2 separate regions of the Mus musculus genome follow, and region 1 is linked to region 2. Evidence: chromatin contacts called from public promoter capture Hi-C data. All regions are on one chromosome and are shown on one strand. The core of a region is the stretch at or near the end of the contact, and the rest is flanking DNA. Distances in the headings are between cores, read along the strand shown. Region 1 holds the start of Ccdc189 (coiled-coil domain containing 189). Region 2 holds the start of Lat (linker for activation of T cells).

What was found. Capture Hi-C pulls out chosen DNA fragments and counts their contacts.
Region 1: a promoter capture Hi-C map of liver shows a contact between it and region 2, with 4 times the contacts expected there. The contact joins the promoter of Ccdc189 here to the promoter of Lat in region 2. A contact is called at or near these places in 1 of 39 promoter capture datasets (pre-B cells), 1 of 115 datasets of contacts at active chromatin or transcription factors (double positive thymocytes) and 2 of 9 other capture datasets (adipose tissue and liver).

The regions. Positions count from the first base shown.
Region 1 is chr7:127,583,528-127,589,924 of GRCm38.p6, reverse strand. It overlaps Ccdc189 (coiled-coil domain containing 189), which reads left to right and starts at 1,330. Exons shown (of 9, transcript NM_001033040.3): 1 at 1,330-2,048; 2 at 2,330-2,361; 3 at 3,037-3,102; 4 at 3,481-3,650; 5 at 4,401-4,471; 6 at 4,664-4,780; 7 at 4,872-4,932; 8 at 5,012-5,104; 9 at 6,336-6,397. The coding sequence starts at 1,836. It overlaps Rnf40 (ring finger protein 40), which reads right to left and starts at 1,227. Exons shown (of 20, transcript NM_172281.2): 1 at 1,114-1,227; 2 at 797-1,000; 3 at 246-413; 4 at 27-168. The coding sequence starts at 928.
Region 2 is chr7:126,365,567-126,371,916 of GRCm38.p6, reverse strand. It overlaps Lat (linker for activation of T cells), which reads left to right and starts at 2,349. Exons shown (of 12, transcript NM_010689.3): 1 at 2,349-2,769; 2 at 2,948-2,975; 3 at 3,081-3,115; 4 at 3,335-3,422; 5 at 3,554-3,618; 6 at 3,702-3,731; 7 at 3,811-3,871; 8 at 3,947-4,041. The coding sequence starts at 2,667. It overlaps Spns1 (spinster homolog 1), which reads left to right. Exons shown (of 12, transcript NM_023712.3): 9 at 311-376; 10 at 641-739; 11 at 1,011-1,182; 12 at 1,504-1,857. The coding sequence ends at 1,598. It overlaps Mir7058 (microRNA 7058), which reads left to right and starts at 3,872; the gene lies at 3,872-3,946.

The sequences.
Region 1 (6,397 bases), core at 81-2,580, 1.2 Mb before region 2:
TAAGCTCCCCAGGGCCCTGGTCCTACCCCTCAGATCTGATGTCCCTGGGTCTGGTCGAGGGATCACATCACGGGTCAGGCCCTCTTGGCACCCAGGCACCTCTGTCCCTGAAGACAGTTCCCTCTGGTTCTCGTAGCACTGGAGGAGGGCTTCTACAGTTTCATCCAGCTGAAAGAAGAAAGAACAAGAGGTTAGGAATGCCTCAGGGCTTCTCCCAGTAGGACGCTCGCTCTTCAGGCATCCACCTGGGCCCAGTAGCGGTTGACGATGAGGAGTGTGGCATCATCAGTGGCCTGCCTCTTCTCCAATTTCTCAATTCTCTCCCGGAGCTCATCCTCGCAGGCTTGCCGCTGCTCCAACCGCTCCGCCAGCTTCTTGTTCTTGAACTGCAGTACCTTGGAATCCATCTCCTCCTACCAGAAGGGAAGAGGCAGAGTGTCGGGCAGGACCCTGAACCATCACTGACACACAATAGGACAAGGATTAGACTGAAAGGGGAGAGGTATATAGCAAGGCTCAGACACTTGCAAAGAGAATATGCTAGTCATGAGAGCTTCACATTCCGTTCCTGCCCCTACCTGTTTCCAACTCAGACACATCACACAGGACTTACGGGAACATATGTGCGCATAAGTAAAAGGCCAGAAGGGACTCCGTAAAGTTGTTCTCTGATCACATTCACGCCGTTGGCACACCCACCCTCACCACCCGGTTTGTGTATATACACACGAGCACACACAAGATTCCAAACACTTTGGGCGCAGGCCAAATGTGACTTTCGCAAAAGCCCACCAACCGTGGAAGAAATGCCGCCGAGACGAATGGGTTCGATTAGAGTGGTCGTGGTCTTCTCCTCGCGGTTCATCTTCTTCTCTGGGGGTCCTGAGCCCCCGTCGCCGGCGGCGCGCTTGTTGCTGAGGCCAGACATAGCGGCGGTGGCGGAGGGGCAACTCAGGGCTCTCCGGGGCTGGCAGGCGGGTGGAGGCGGCACTTCCGTCACCTGCAGAAAACAGAGAGCTGAGCTGTGGATGCGTCTGGAGCTCCGCAGTCCTGAGCGTCCCCCTGGACATATCTCCCGGACCCCGCCCCCGCCGGACGGGGGTCCGCACTTACCGTAGGGTCAGCCAAGCGCCACCATCTTGGATTTCACCGGACGTCACCGGCCGCCAGACGCACAGCGCAGGCGTCAGAGCCGCTCCGGATGTGGCGAAACTTATTTCCTGTTTCTATTGGTAGCTCTTGGTTCCTCCTCTCGAGTCTTTTAGTCCCACCCCTCCAACCCCGCGACGGACTGTATTTCTCTTAATGATTGGCCAGCAGGCGGTTCCCATAGTTACTGACCCCGCAGTTGCACTAGGAGATGGAGGGGTGGAGCCTTTGCTGCTGTTCGGGGTACTCGGTACACGACCCCTTGTAACTCCAGATCCAGAGGATCCGTCATCCTCTCCTGGCCTCCGCGGAGCCCTCCCGAACATCCTGTACATATGTGCGCACACGCACGCACAAACACAATCTTTTAAAGATTTAAATTAAATCTTTAAAAAGACCGACCCTCAAAAGCACCCTTACAAGCAACTTCTAAGAGGCACGTGCAACTCGTTACGCATGCGCTCTATCTTTTCAATGATTGGCGTGGGCTTGTACTTTCTACTTTCCTTAACAACGGTCACCGGGGAGACAAGTTGGGAAGACGCCCTCTGCGGATTGGCTGCCTCTCGCTTCACCGCCTCTGAAGAAACACTAGAAGGGGCAGGACCGGGCTTTGCAGTGGGAGAGCTGGCTGTCCCAGAGCCCAGGCTGGAGAGCCCTTGACTGAGGCTAAGAAGGACGAAGAGATGATTACCCCCAGTTCCAGCCAGAGCCTGGGAATGAAGGTGCAGATGGAGTCGGAACAATCTCCCAAATTGCAGGAGGAACTGGACAGGAGTCCCAGCTCGGTGGACGGCTCGGCCATAAGGAACGGAACAGACATGCAGACCGAGTCGCCCGCAGAAGCCACTAGTAGCCCTGTGGAAGTGGCTGAAGATCCTGGAGCCAACTTGTTCCCGGTGAGGGCGGGACAGAGTTGTCCTCTAGTGAATACTTAGGTTTCCCAAAAAAGGTGCCGCCAGTCATTACGTTTATCAACATTAGGGAATTTCCTGGAGTTGCTTTGATTGTAAATAGGCTGCTAAATAGTATTTCGAGCCCACCGAAGCCCGGTTTTACCTATTTTGCTATAGTTAAAATTATAGCACACTCAGACCTGCTAGAAATTCATGAGGTACTAGGGACTAGGGGATACATACTGTCGTATCTATTTGTCCCATAATCTGTCTTCTCTCCGCAGCCACCACTACCCCAGCCCCGGATCTGTATGTGGTGAGTGTGGAGAGCCCAGGGGAAAAGTTACACTTCTCATTTGTATTACTCCTGTAAGGTGTCCTCAACAGTCCTGTCCAGCCAGGGCTCTCCAGTTTTACAAAGATGAGACTGAGAAGTGCTCAAGGTAACGAGTCACCAGCGTGCCAGGTGCCTCAGTGTAAAGTGGCGGTGTGAGAAGGGAGGCAAAGGCAGGAATGTACACAGCTGCAATGATGGAGCACTGTGCACACCGATGCCAAGGCCCAGGGGACTTCATCAAGGTCACACAGAGCAAGACAAGGACTCAAAGTTGTTTTTTGGGGGGTTTTCAAGACATTGTTTCTCCTTGTAGCTTTGGCTATCCTGAAACTCACTCTGTAGACCAGGCTGGCCTCAAACTCAAGAGATCCGCCTGCCTCTGCCTCACAGTGCTGGGTACAGTGAGTGTACCACCACTACCTGGCACAACTCTTTTCTAATCAGTGGGTTTATAAATAAAAAAAAAATCTGCTAAATCTACAGACTGGATTCTAGACCATGATGTTCCCCGTTGACAGTGAAATGATTTGCTAAAGGTTCCTTAGCAAGTTCGCCAAGTCTCAGCTCCTGATCCCCACTGAAACTCTCCAAGTTGCAGCCCCATCGGGGAAGTTGTATGAACCACCAGTGATTTGTCTCATCTTTTCCTGACAGGAAATACCTGGACATCCATTCTATGCACAGACTGGAGAAGGCAGCCACTGTGGAAAAGATGAGAGAGTATGGGTTTGAGTTGGGCGAGACTGAACTCTTGGGAGGGGAGACACAAGAAATGACAAACTTTAAAGTATAGAGTGAGTGTCAGGCAATGGAGACGAGAAGAGGCTTGTGTTCAGGGCTGCAGAGGCAGCTCAGCCATTAACAGCAATGGCTGTTCTTCCAGAGGACCCAGGTTTGGTTCCCAGCATCCACATAGTCTATAACTCAAGTTCCAGAGGATCCAATACCTTCTTCTGGTCTCCATGGGTACCAGAAAAGCATGTGTTGCACATATACAGGGAAACTACCCATATAATAGAAATAAATCCTAAGGTGAGGTGGGGGGCGGGCGAACCCCTGCTGTCTGTCACTCATGCCTCTTCCACCCCCCCCCCCAAGGGTTCTTGCTGAGCTCTTGGAGCTTGGCTTTCCTGAGCAGAGCCTGCGGGATGCCATTATCTTGGACCTCTTCTCCCACGCACTTATCTTCTGCCGCCAGCAGGGCTTTTCACCAGAGCAGACATCAGCAGCCTGTGCCATGCTCCAAGATCTTCACAAGGCCTGTGTTGGTGAGGAGAGGGAGGTAGCCACCAAAAGGTTTGAGCCCTAGGAGAGGAGGCTGGGCTGGCAGAAGTGACCGTGGAGAACTAAAGTAGGGAACCTGCAGTCTGGGATTTGTGTTCCACCATAGGTGGTATTAATGTACCACATTTATCACCTTTGAGAGCTTCCCTTATTAAGAAATGAAACACATAGTACTAATATTATGGGTCTGTTCTGAGAAGTATCTAAATAGGGGGCTGGGGATATAGCCCACTTAGTAGAGTGCTTGCCTAAGTACAAAATCCTGGGTTCACTTCCAACCCTGTGTACTCAAGTGAGGTGGCACATATCCATAATCCTAGCACTTAGGAAGTTTCTTTCCTAAAAGGCAGATGAGTCAGAAGTTCAAAGTTAGCCTGGGACACGTGACACCCTGTCTCAACAACAAAGTACCTTCCCAATGATGCCGCGTGTGGTAGCTCAAGCCTGACACACCTGCATTCAGGAGGCTGAGGCAGGGGCAATGCCGCTGGTTTGAGGCCAACTTTAGTTCTATACTTTCCGACCAGAAACAAAGCATCCTTCTGAGGGAAGGACCTTGTCTGTCTTTGAGTGCCGAGAAAAGTGTAGAGTGAGAATATGGTGTTTACTGAGTGAATTAACAGAGCGACCAGGACTTACTCCTAAGTCTGCCCCATTCTCCATCTCCTGCTCTAAAAGCAGAAGGAAGAGTAGGCGAGTAGGCGGGCTGACAGCTTCACCTTGTTTCCCTCCAGCTACCCCTCTGGGCAACGTGGAGGAATGCTACCGCTACTTTACCAGCGTTCTCTTTTGTCATGGAATCAGGGTCAGTACCCTGAAACGAAGCCTTCACCCAACCACAGGCAAGATCGGGCCCAAATTCCTGTTCTCTTTCCCACCATCTTCCTCTGAAGGCCACCTGGGGCTTGCCCTGCTTCTAGACAGCTGCTTTTGGCAGACTAGCTGGGTAGGCTTCTGGAGGTTGTCAGGGCACTTACGTCCCGGATTATCGTCACAGCGGCCCCCTTTCAGCATTGACCTCTTTAAAGAGGAACAGCTGCTGGCACTGGCAGACTATGTGGTCAACACCTACTTCCGCCACTTCAAGCTCTACAAATATGTCTTCACCCCACAGGTACTGTGTACAGGCAGTGAGTGGCCACCTGTCTCCCCCTTTCTCTTATGGCAAGTGCTTCCTCTCAGCCTCTCTTCCCTTGTCTCTTCAGGTGCGACTGGACCTATCTTTGACTTACACGGGGTTACAGCCACTCACGCTCTGGCCAGAGGGTAAGATGGGTACAAGTGGGCCAGGTTGGGACTGGGCCAGAGCTGGGGCCAAGACCTCTTCCTGCTTTCTGCTATGCAGAGAAAGAAAACGAGGAGATGATGGTGGTAGAGCAAGTAGCTACTCCACAGGAGGAAGAGCCGGAAACTGTGACGGAGCCAGAGCAACAGCCAAGTGAGCACATGGAAGGGTTAAGGTGCCGCGAAATGGTTGGGCCTACCTGAGCCTTGATCCCTCCCACCTCACCTCAGGCAACCACCATTTTGTCTTGTAGTGCTGGGGAGTGAGATTAGAACCATGTGCAGCAGAGTTCTACCATTCAGGGGGACAGCCTCAGTAACCCACCCACTTTTTTGAGACGGGGTCTCTCTATGTAGTCCTGCCTCTCCTGGCACTTGCTATGTAGACCAGGCTGGCCTCAAATTCCTAGAGGTCTTCCTGCCTCTGCCTCTTAAAAGCTGAGCCATCTCTCCAGCCCTTGTTTCGTTAGACAGAATGACAATGCGTATGAAGGTCAGAGGATCTTTGGAGTCCTGTCTCATTTCAGCTTTCTGTGGGTTCTGAGGGCCAGTCAGGTTGGCAGGCTTGCTTACACAGCAAGCTCCTTTACCCATGGAACCATCCTGCCAACCCTTGTTTTATTTATTTATTTTTTGAAACAAGGTCTTACTGTGTAGCCCAGGCTGGCTTTGAACTCAAGATGCCTCTGTCTAACTCCTGAGTGATAGGGTTATAGAAGTTCCACCATACCCAGCCCAGGACTTTAGTTTTAGTTCCAGTGGCCCCTATAATTTTTGAGCTTTATTTTTTGTTTTTATTTTCTCTATCTGGGAGTTCTGCTTCCATGTTTGTGTATCTGTGCATCACATGTCAGTGCCCACAGAGGTCACCAAGAGGGCAGTGAACGTCCTTGGAACTGGAGTTACAGAGCCACCACATGGCTGTAGAGAATTGCACCCAGATCCTTGGCAAGAGCAGTCAGTGTCTTTAACCACTGAGCCATGGTGCTGGAGCCTCTGGGGTGTTGCTATGTGTAGAACAGGTGGCCACAGAAAGCGAATGATGGGAGGGTGGTTTTCAATAACAAGCACAGTCTAGTGATACCAGACCCCAGGATGCCCAGTGTTAAATGTGCATATTAACCCAATCCTACCATCACCATCCATGTTTTGCACACACACACACACACACACACACCTGATGCATGCGCTAAGTAATCTGCCTGATGTCAGACGAAAGTGCAGTTAGAATGTGAATACAGAAAGTGCAGTCTGGCCACACTGCCCAACTGTCTGCCTCAGAGGAAATGGCTGACAGTTCCTAAATTGAAGCAGCATTAGCAGCGTTCCCCTCTGTGCAGCTCACTCCCAGACAACCCTTGTCCTGCCTCTCCCCTCTCCTGTAGGTGAGGTGTGCATCCTCCAGACCTACATCAAGTCCCAGCTGAGCAAGGAGCTGAGGCAGCTC
Region 2 (6,350 bases), core at 1,100-3,599:
GGGGGCAGCAGGGCAGCGTGGCCTTCCTGGGTACCGCCATGTTCACTGGGGATGGTCACTAGCAACCAACGTCATGTGCAGGGTCAGCCAGCAAAGTGGTTGAGAACAGACCGGAGGTGGAATGCCTCCTTTCAAACCTCAGCTCTGGGCCTTCCCAGCTGGGTGACACTGGCCAGTGAGCATGACCTTGCTCTTTCCTCGGGTGGGAAGTGGTACTGAGGGCTGGCACCTGCCTCGTGGGGTGCAATGGGGACTGAGTTACTGGGTAAGCCTGGTTGCCGCGTGATTCTCTTCCACTTCTGCCACCCAGATTTTTATCTTTATTGGGGAGACCCTGTTGTCCATGAACTGGGCCATTGTGGCTGACATCCTGTTGGTGAGTAGGGCAGATACAGGTTAATCCAGAGGCTGATGGGAGCAGGGACGGGGTCGGGAGGTAGCGTTTAATCTGGAGTCTGGCTTTTCCCCTTCAAACGTCAACCCTACGTATACTTGAGTCCCGCCACAGAGGGACCGCTGGGCTTGGCCCACCTCATGTCTGCCAGCCCTTAACCTGAGTGAAAATTTGTCATGGACCTACAGTGGGCTTTGGCCTTGGTTTCTCTGGGAACCTACTGAGTTCTTCCCTTCCCACCCCCAGTACGTGGTGATCCCAACTCGACGGTCCACGGCTGAGGCCTTCCAGATAGTGCTGTCCCACTTGCTAGGAGATGCAGGGAGCCCTTACCTCATTGGTCTAGTAAGTGCTATCCTTGGCTGGGATGGAATGGTTTTGGGGACCTGGAACTCCCTACCCTGACTGGTGGCATGAGTCTGGCCAAGATTAGGCAATAGATGCCTATGGCGCATCTCCCCTTTGGTCCTCTGGTGTATAGGAAGGAAGCCATAGGAAGGTTTTGCCCGTTAGGCTGTGGGTCTCACCCTATGACCCAAATATTCCCCTTCCCAGCCTCTGTTTTCTTGGTCAGTGCTCTGCACCCCCCAGGTCTCTGACTCTTTTCTCCCTGCAGATCTCTGACCGCCTCCGACGGAGCTGGCCCCCTTCCTTCCTGTCCGAGTTCCGGGCTCTGCAGTTCTCGCTCATGCTCTGTGCTTTCGTTGGGGCACTGGGTGGTGCGGCCTTCCTGGGCACCGCCATGTTCATTGAAGATGACCGCCGGCGGGCTCAACTCCACGTGCAGGGTGAGTGAGGGTCACTGTAGGTCCACCTTCACAGTACCACCTGCCTGTCTGTCTGTCTCCGCGTATGTACTCTACAGTTCTCCCTCCACTCAGACTAGCCCATCCATTCATGCCACCAGCTGGGGGCAAGAGTCCCAGCATCCCAGGCTCATCCAGCTTAGCTTTGGGTCTGTCTGGAAGTGGATTGGGCTCTGTCTGTGTGCAGTTCTGAGGGCTCTCCATGCTGCCTCATCTGGGCCCCTCTGCCTGTGTCCCCTTGCTGCCTGTGTCCCCTTGCTGGCTCTTATCTTACTGGCCTTGGCTCTGACCCCTTTCTCGCAGGTCTGTTGCATGAGTCTGGGCCCTCAGATGACCGGATTGTAGTACCTCAGCGAGGCCGTTCTACCCGAGTCCCCGTGTCCAGCGTGCTCATCTGAGGAGCCGGTGCTTACCCGGCCACTGATGCATCGCAGCTGGGCCTTGGGCCCACCCAAGACGGTTCCCAGGCAGAAGCCCTCACCAGGCCCAGGTCCAAGAAGGAAGCCCTGGGATATCTCCCAGCTCCCAGACACTACATGGGCAGCCCAGGGAAGAGATGGGAGTCCAGAAACGGGGAAGGGGTGTCCTCTCTACTAGGACAGCCCAAGGGGTTTGGTGCTATTTGTAATGGAATAAAATTTGTAATCAGACTCCTGACTGACTGCTTGTCTCTCTGTGGGTGCCACTGGCCTCAGGGAATATCCATAGTCCCAGGACTTAGCAGGGGCTGTCAGGTCACCCTGTGGGTAAGTCCCTGTCTTCTGAGCTTGGTAATCTAGAAGGAGGGCTGCTCTTTTCTGAGTGAGCTGGTTCAGTATGACTGTGACTCACCGTGGTCCCCTGGAAGTCGCTCTCCCAGTAGTTAAGCCTGGGAGCTGGGGGCCTGTGGTGCCCTCAGTGCCCTCGGTCCACACAGGCCTTGGCAGAGCCTCCTTGCAGTTCTCCCACCCGGGCATGGGGAGGGTACCGCGGGCCTGGTTGGCACGTGTCTCCTTTCCTAGTGGACGGGCTGCCTCATCCTGCAGCCTTAGACCCTTCCTCCACACAGTCCCTCTGCCTCCTCCCCCTTCCCACAACTGGGTGGGGGTGAGTGGGCAGGGGGCAGGCTCAGCCTGCTGAGCAGCCTGATGATTTCCTGCCCTCACCACAGCTTCCTGTCGCACGCGGTGGTGAGCAGGAGAGGCAGGCGGGGAGCAAGAAAGGGGCAGGTACAGCTGGGCACGGGGATCGTGCAGCTGGTAGCTGGGGCACGGGCCCCAGCTCTGGCTCTGGGGCGAGCACCTTTCCAGAGCCAACACTGCTCTCAACTCAGTCCAGCAAGAGAGGGGAGCCATCCAGCCCCGAAAGGATACGGCTGCCTACTGCCGGGCGGATCCCAGGCTGGAGCCCGCTTGGTCCCATACCCCTGCTGCCACTCTGTCTCGAGGGGCTGCAGTGCAGCAGGGCCTGTGGCAGGTGCTCTGCAGATGGAAGCAGACGCCTTGAGCCCGGTGGGGCTGGGCCTCCTGCTGCTGCCCTTCTTGGTCACGCTCCTGGCTGCCCTGTGCGTGCGCTGCCGTGAGTTGCCAGGTAAGTGGGAAGCTTTGCGGAACTGGATGATGGGTGGGCGCTCCATTGGATCCTCATACCCTCCCCAGCCCCTGCACTCTCCACTGTCCCTACCTGGGCCCTGATTGATGGTGGGGGGCCTGAGTTTCTTTGTCCCTGGTGCACCCCGATCCTGACTTGTTGGATTTCTTTCCTCCAGTCTCCTATGACAGCACTTCCACAGAGAGGTGAGTGGGAAGCCCGTGTCCCTGTGTGTCTTCCCTTGGTTCCACTCAAGGGTTTGGGGCTGGGGCCCTCTTGGCCCTGTACCCAAGCTGTCTCTTTCCTGCCAGTTTGTACCCAAGAAGCATCCTCATCAAGCCACCTCGTGAGTTCAGTGTCTCTGGCCCTCCTCGAGGGTTTTTAAGAGTGTGCGTTTGTCCTTGTTCACCTTTAGCTGTCTGAAGGGCTGTTCCCTGGCTTGGGATGGGGAAAGTGGGAGCCCCCATGTCTGTCTAGGGCATGTTATTTTGGGGTCCATTTGTCCTTCGAGGCCTTGATGGGGGGTGTCTGGAGCCATCCCTCAAGCTTCATTCTGTGTCCTCAGAAATAACCGTCCCCCGAACACCTGCTGTTTCCTACCCTCTAGTCACTTCCTTCCCACCCCTGAGGCAGCCAGACCTGCTCCCCATCCCGTGAGTATCCCCCAACTCCGTCCCTTGGGTCTACTGTGCCTCTCCACCTTCTAGGTTGGGGAGGCGCTTTTTCCTGGTTGTCTTGCTCCCAGAGTCCTACCTAGACGTAATCTCTGACCTTTGGCTTCCAGGAGATCCCCACAGCCCCTTGGGGGTTCCCATCGGATGCCATCTTCCCAGCAGAATTCAGATGATGGTAAGGGTGTAGGGCACAGGAGGGCTTTGGGGAGGATGTACAACCTGAGCTGATCCAGTCTTCTTCTCCCTCTCTCTTTGAAGCCAACAGTGTGGCAAGCTACGAGAACCAGGGTGGGTCTGGGGTCTGGGGTAGTGGGTGGGGTGGGGAGGCTGGACCTGTCCAGGTCGTGTTAACTCTCCTTTCTCACAGAGCCAGCCTGTAAGAATGTGGATGCAGATGAGGATGAAGACGACTATCCCAACGGCTACCTGTGAGTGGGTAGAGGGGAGGTGACCGTGGAAGTTGTGTGCCCTTTATCAACTTCTCGTTCCTTCCTTTCTTCCAGAGTGGTGCTGCCTGACAGTAGTCCTGCTGCCGTCCCTGTTGTCTCCTCTGCTCCTGTGCCTAGCAACCCTGACCTTGGAGACAGTGCCTTCTCTGGTGAGTCAGGCTTTCTGTCTACCTCCCTCTGCCATGTGCTGCCAGCTCTCCACTCTTGCCTCCCTCTCACCTCCGTGACGATTGCCGCCCTTCCATTTCCTCCTGTAGACGTTGGGCTTCCTGCTCCTCATCACTTCCGACTGTCTTGTTTTTCCTTCCACCTTTGCTCCTTCGTCTCTGTTGTCTAAGAAATTTCCTGACTCTTTTTGAACCCTGCCATTGAAATTTCATTTCTCGGCTGGGTGTGAGGGCCTACGATCCCAGCATCAGGAGGCAGTGGCAGGAGGGTTGAATTTGAGGCTAGCCTGGGCTACATAGTGATACCCTCTCTTCGAAAACCAAAACAGCACGACGATCAACAAAAAGAAAACAAAAGAATTTATTTCTCTTATCTGAAAGTCCCCCTCCCCTTTTTTGGCGTCTCGGTTCTTTTTGTATAGTACACTGTTGTTTCTTGGAAGCAATATCATCTAATGTATCTATAAGAACTTTGATTACATAGCCGGGTGGTGGTGGCGCACGCCTTTAATTCCAGCACTCGGGAGGCAGAGGCAGGCGGATTTCTGAGTTCAAGGCCAGCCTGGTCTACAGAGTGAGTTCCAGGACAGCCAGGACTACACAGAGAAACCCTGTCTCGAAAAAACAAAACAAAACAAATTTTGATTACAGATTGTTTCTCTCTGTGTCTCTATCCCTCTCTGGTTCTGCCCGTCTCTCTGTATCTCTGCCCGTCTCTCTGTATCTCTGCCCGTCTCTCTGTATCTCTGCCCGTCTCTCTGTATCTCTGCCCGTCTCTCTGTATCTCTGCCCGTCTCTCTGTATCTATCTCTGCCCGTCTCTCTGTATCTCTGCCCGTCTCTCTGTATCTCTGCCCGTCTCTCTGTATCTCTGCCTGTCTCTCTCACACACACTCACTGAAGATTTATTCTGCGTACCACATGGTCGTTGTTTCTCTTGGGCTGCTTTTCTCTGCTTTGGTCTTTCTCCTTCCTTGAGCTTTTCTCAAGTTCTGGTGATCTTCAGTTTTCTATCCTCTTATCTCTGTATAGCATGAGTATCCCTTACCTGAAACACTTCAATACAGATTTGGGAATATTTATAAACATATAATAAATTCTCTTGGGGATGAAACTCAAGATAAAACATGTAATTAATTTATTCATGTTTTATACAAACCATATATGTAATATATACACAGTCTGAAGATAGGTTTTTGTTTTGTCTTAGTTTTATTGGCATAGAGCGTCATTGTATAGTCCTGGCTGTCCTGGAACTTGATATCTAGACCAGGTAGACTCAAACTCAAATTAAACGTGTAGGTTACCATGCTCGGTCTTTAAGGTAGTTCTATGCAAATTTTAATTAATCTTTTGTATGAAATAGAAGTTTCATGAAATTTTCCATTTGTGGTATCGCACCAGTATGAAAAGGTTTTGGATTTCGGAATATGATGAATTTTGGAGTTTTAAAAGGAACACCCAACCTTCTGTATTTACCCTAGACTATTATGTCTGTACTCTGGCTCTGTTTTGTTTGAGAGAGAATCTCACTGTAGAGTCCTGGCTGCCCTGGAACTCACTTTGTAGATTAGTATGGCCTTTAACTCCAGTTGCCTCTGGCTTCTGAGTTCTGGGATTATATGGGGTTAAAGACGTATCCCTCTTGTTCCACTTGGTTTTTGTTGTTGGTGGTTTGTTTATTTAGCTTTTTTTTTTTCAGTTTTTCTCCCTCAATACAGCTTTTCTCTATGTATCCTTGGCTGTCCTAGACCTCACTCTGTAGACCAGGCTGTCCTTGAACTCAGAAATCTGCCTGCCTCTACCTCCTGAGTGCTGGGATTAAAGGCACGTGCCACCACCACCTGGCTCTCTTGCTCCATTTGTAACCCACTGACTATACAATGAGTCCCCATGTCAATAAAACCAAGACAAAACAAAAACCTAGCTTCAGACTGCGTATATATGATTTATATAAACCATGCATGACTTAATTCCGTGTAATTTGTCATTTCTCTCCTGAACCCCAGACTGTTTGAGTGATCCCTTCCTTCCATCCGTCCTGGTCTCTCGCTCCTCATTTCCTGGTTATGTCTGCTGACTTTTGCTAGGGATTTAGGGAGCCAATGCAGCAAACTTGTAATGGTAAAAGGATCATTGCTAGGGGCAAAATGACTCATTTTAATTTCAGTGAGAGACTCTGTCTCAAAGAACTATGGTGGAATGGCTAAAGCCTCCATGTGCTCCTGAGTGTGTGCAGTGGCATAACACACAGAGAGGTACTAAGAGAACTACTGTTAACTGAGGAGCAAC